Regions from separate parts of the Siniperca chuatsi genome. Here region 2 is linked to region 1. Evidence: chromatin contacts called from public Hi-C data. All regions are on one chromosome and are shown on one strand. Each heading gives the region's core, a stretch centred on a gene start, on an enhancer-like site or on the middle of the called end of the contact. The rest is flanking DNA. Distances are from core to core; before and after follow the strand shown.

Region 1 (2,700 bases), core at 16-2,515:
TGTATTGTCTTTGCATGTCCATGTTCCACATTTGGACAGGAAGTGTATAAAGTTTTATGATGGAATGAAACCAAACAAAAACAAATCAAAAAGTGATAATAATGTAAAGAATTCATATTTGAAAAATAGCTTAAGACTGACTTCATGCACGACTCCAGTTGTGCATATTTTACCTGTGGATATGAAATTTTGAATGCATACGCCAGTACTAAGTTAACTCTCTCAAAACTCTTAATACAACTCTGTGTACTCACATTTAAGTGTTAAAACAACTGATTCACTTGCCAAAATGTGTAAAAACTGCCACAAGCCTCGACAGATAGATAGATAGATAGATAGATAGATAGATAGATAGATAGATAGATAGATAGATAGATAGATAGATAGATAGATAGATAGATAGATAGATAGATAATATTCTTTTTAAGGTTACTTATCTACAGCATGTAATACATCTGTTATTGTCTTGCTTTTGCTGCTGTGACACATTAATAATTTCCCAGAGCGTGATCAATAAGGATTATCTCATTTTATATCATCTTATCTTATTTTGTTTTGTCTAAAAAAGTAGGCCTTTTGAAGGTTACGTCACTTATCAAAACCAGTGTTACATAAAACAAACAGCGGTGGAAGACGTTAAGTAAAAGTGGCCAGACTACAGTAGCCTATAAAAATACATTAATATATATATATTACTGGAATATTATCACTGATGGATGTATAACAGCAAATGTTTACAACTTGATTTACTTTGGTCGATGGGTATTTTAATCTATAACAATGCATCATATTTATGTAAAGTGTAATAAGAAATCTTAATCTGAAAAGTAACTATAGCTGTGAAATAAAGGTAGTGGTGTTAAAAGTAGCTTAAGATATCTCTCTCAAATGTACTGGAGTAGAAGAATAAAGTAGCTTTAAATTAAAATACACAAAGGACAAGTAGCTCAGAATGTGCTTGTACTTGAGTAAATGCAGTTACAGTCCAACACTGAAAACGGGTAATAAAAACCAATTAATACAGGAATAAAGTCAACATAACAGAATATAATTTAAACAGAGGTAAAATAAAAATGTAAGCTGGACAGTGTATGAAACAAAATGAGATATCAGGCAAATAAAATCCGTTAACCAACTGATTTTAAGCTGCCATTAGTGTTTAACAGGCAGTAAAGTAAAAACCTTTAGAGGATTTAGGGCTAAACGCGAATCTGTTCTGTTTGTCCTAAATGAGGTGACGTCGCCTTGTCATCAAGCGACACTGCGATTGGCACCAAATTTCTAAAACAACCCGCCTCCTCTTCAGCTTCTCGGAGCCCATTGGTTGACAAACCCGTCCGTCAACTGAACCCGGAAAAACAAACAAACAAGCACGCTCAAGTACGTCCACGGCTTCGCTTTTCGTACGTTTTGTTCAGTTTTAATCCAGCTTTTCAGAATTTTATCTTCAGATATATATATATTTTACAACTAGAAGCCAAAAGACACCAGTGGAAATGTATTTATGCTCATTCGAACCGGATATTCGCCTGTAGTAGCAGTTTGGCTCAAACGTTAGCCCGGGAAAAAGCTCCGTTTGGTGAGTTCTTAAGATGTCTTTCTTTTTGTTTAGTTACAGTTTGTCTTTCTCCGAAGAATCAATAACTTCACCCGGGGCAGAATTTATCAGGCGAAGGTGGACAGGAACTTGTTAAAACAAAAGGTAGCCCCAGTTTGTGCCTCGAATGTAATGCTAATGCATGAGAGGCACAAACTGCTAAGCTAAGCTAAAGTTAGCCTCACAGATGGACTAAAGACATAGCATTCAGTCCCCTAGCATACAGTTAAGTCAAATATTATATATAGCTTAGTTTCATCATATATAGCACTTTTAAAAACACATGTTACAAAGTGCTTCACACCACAATAAAAGATAAAATGAGGCAAAGATAAATGCTATTAAAACAGAGCAGCACTTCAAGTTAAAAGGTAAAAACAATATATAATGATAGAGTAACAAAACGAGTAAGAGAAGGACGTTATATGAGACTTTCTAAGATGCTCTCTGTGACTATATGCTTTTGTTTTTTTTATACAATTCACTGTTAATCTCATGTCTTTTAGGTCTGTTGTCTGTTGATGAACCTCTGACTGACTGCAGTGGAAATCATGGCGTCATCCAGCAGTCTGTCTCTGCTGGGCTTCAAACAGCTGTCGGTCTACCTGGTGGACTGCTTGAAGACACCAGCAGACCTGGGACCAGCTGTGAGACTGGAGCCAGAAGGTGAGCCGCTGAAGAAACACAACGTCACGTGTTCAGATCCTGCAGCTGTCAGGGACCGAAGAGGTTTTCACTTTGGCTTCCCCTGCTTAGTGTTTTACCTTCTGTTATATGATCTGAGCTCGCTAACGTCCAGTCTGACATTTTTCTTTTTAATTATACCTAGTCAGGGCTTCAGACTTAACACATGACTGTAAACAGGAATAAAGATGTTTTTTAATTTACTTAAATTTAGTAAAAAGTAGCTCTTCTTTGGCAATGCTATGAGCAGTGTTAAATTTTATTACCGTTTCTGACTCGTCACTGCTTCGGTTTGCTGGTGCTGAAACGCTGCGGGGGAGGTGTGTGTGCGCTCTGTTTCATTACTGAATATGAGACTATTTTGTGTTTTCGCATGTATTTACGTTCTTTCATTCACTGAGAGAGAGAGAGAGAGAGAG
Region 2 (2,700 bases), core at 26-2,525, 270 kb before region 1:
CGTCTTGCTGCCCTTCCTCATCTGGATGGCCTCGTGAACACACACACACACACACACACACACACACACACACACACACACACACACACACACACTGATGGGAAAGGGTGAAGAAACTCTGTAAACATCAGGAGTGTCTGCAGAGAATAATCTGTACAAATGTAAAATGATTAATAAAGATTGGGTTTCTGTTGATATTCTTGAACTCGTTGCTTTTGCTAGCTGAGGGATTGTCCTGCGCTGCTGTAATCCTAACAGACATCTAAACTGTGTGTGTGTGAAGCAGTTTTAATGGTCAGAAAGAAACATTAACGGGACAGAGGGGGGCGTACGCTGTCCAGATTGTGAAGCCCCTTTATGATTTGTGATATTGGACTATTTAAATAAAACTGACTTGACTTGACGTGAGTTATATTTTTTTATTTTTTGACGCTTCCTGTGTATTTGGACAACGGGAACTGCGTTTCCCACATGTACTTGCATGACAAAGCGCAGGTGTGCTTGATGTATTTATAAACTCTGGGAAAACATTATTATTATTATATTAGACCTTATGAATGTCCAGAGACTGGAAGCTTGGCTTCATCATTAAAACTTGCATTTATTTATATATATATATATATATATTGCCTTCATTGAAGAATATCAGAAACACAGGAAGAAGAAGAGCAAAGATTACACAGACACATGCACAGCAATTGCTGCTATATTGATATTGTTTTTGCCACATGCACCACACGTTCATTTGCACTACCGGACTACTTACATATACATATACTGCATCACTTGCACTCCAGTACTCTGTACTGAACACTGCAGTAACTCATCTACTGCACTGTTCACTAATCCATAATTTGCACTACTTTATATTCATTGCACTGCTGCTCTGCCCGGTCCAACTCATTACTGTACATATCCATCAGTATACTTCTGTTTATAATAAAGCCATCTGTATATAATGTCCACAGCACCACTTGTAAGACATTTTAATAATACTGCTCTATCCTGCATTCATGCACACACTTTATATGCTTCTGCTTAGACCTGAACTGCATTTCGCTGCCTTGTGTAATGACAATAAAGTTTAATCTAATCTAATTAGAAGGCTGGCGAGTGGAGATGTTTCAGCAGAAAACGAATACTGCAATTTAATTAAATTTTTTTTTTAATTTATGTATTTTATTCGATTTTATTTGATTTATTATTTCATTTCTGTTCATTTTATTTTATGAGGGGAACGAATCTCCATGTTGTCCCGCCCTCCGTGCCCCAGAGAGACGCGCTGATTGGCTCAGTCTTCATGTCAATCATACTTCCGGGCCGGTTGATTTTAGACGCTCCAGGTAAGTTTTTTATCTCGGTGAAGTTTTAAAAGAAACAGGTGACATTACCTGTGCATTGTTGCTGCTTGAGGTTTGAATTATTGTGAGAAGAAATGCCGACAGACGGAGCTGTTAAGGGTTTATTTGTGGGCTAGCTTAGCTTAGTTAAAAAGGTTGGAAGAAGCTAAAGTTACCGTTATGCTACACAGCCGCTAGCATAAATGTTGGCTAATTTAACGGCTAATTATTTTTTTTTAACTTGGGATGTTTTGTGAATGTTTTAGTACTTGGGTGAATTAATCTAGTTTACACATATCGGTTAGCAAGTTAACTTCACATTAGTGTTTACTGTGGCTCACTGGTTGGGTCTAGGGGCCTTCAGGGGTCCTTGAACCGGTTCCAAGTGGTCCACAGCAAATAGCAACTGAAGTTAGCTAACGTTAGCTAAACAGCATATTGAAGAGTAATTAGCTTAATCTAGCTTCATTTTCAATTTCTGAAATCTTATTTAAGTTCAACAAACATTAGGATGAGTATTTTGATAACGGGTTCCTCCTTTTGCGCTGTTAGCATTAATAAAACAGTGACACATCAGTAAAAGTTAGCCCGCTAGCTAACAAGAAAATACATGTCAGATTGGGTTCCTAAGGGGGGAAAATGCTCTGGAAACTTAAAATATAACTACTTTTCATTACCACAGCGAGTGTGAAAGTATGATTTAGGCTACACACTGCCAGTGGATTTAAATCACATGAGAGTTATTCAGCAGTTTGCCTGTGGCTCTGAGACAGTGTCCCAGGTACATTAAGCTGCCAACAAAAAAAACATGAAATGTGAAGTTAAAGCAGGTTTTCAGGTAATACCGAAGTTAATTATGGTAGGTTTTGGTGGTTTCCTGCAGTGATAATAGTATGTAGTGGCATATAATGCAGAATTTATGATGTCTTCATTTAAATCGAAGTCATTTTATGGGCTTACATATAGTCAAATGCTGTTTATAACAGTCAGCAAAAAGCTATTTTGGATGTTTTAAAAGTATAACCTCTGAAACTGTTTCGTGCTTTCAGTCTCTTCTTAAATCGGATTTTAAATTTGAAAAGGAATTGAAGATGCGTCTACTAAAATTACATTTCTGAAGTTTAACCAGAGTTAATGTAGTAACTCGAGCTCCAACTGCAGATTATTTTTAATATCGCTTAATCTGCCCATTAGTGGGAAAATAGTGACAAACGTCCATCATACGTGAGAGCTGGAAACAGCAATTAACAAAATAGTTGTTGATTAATATTCTGATTGATATTTTGTCGATCGGGATATTAAGTGTATATAACACATATTTCAGCAGCAGTAGTAATTAAGCAAAAACTCACACGTTGCA

What was found. Hi-C and Micro-C count contacts between places; a contact is called where the count stands out from the background.
Region 2: a contact with region 1 is called in a Hi-C map of skeletal muscle, with 7 times the contacts expected there. The contact joins the promoter of rbm46 here to the promoter of LOC122870274 in region 1. A contact is called at or near these places in 3 of 3 Hi-C or Micro-C datasets (liver, skeletal muscle and an unstated tissue).

What each region holds. Positions count from the first base shown.
Region 1 is chrLG22:22,293,626-22,296,325 of ASM2008510v1, reverse strand. LOC122870274 reads left to right here and starts at 1,265. Exons shown (of 3, transcript XM_044184404.1): 1 at 1,265-1,380; 2 at 2,104-2,263. The coding sequence starts at 2,149.
Region 2 is chrLG22:22,565,506-22,568,205 of ASM2008510v1, reverse strand. It overlaps rbm46 (probable RNA-binding protein 46), which reads left to right and starts at 1,275. Exons shown (of 16, transcript XR_006376503.1): 1 at 1,275-1,343. It overlaps lratb.2 (lecithin retinol acyltransferase b, tandem duplicate 2), which reads left to right. Exons shown (of 5, transcript XM_044184407.1): 5 at 1-420. The coding sequence ends at 37.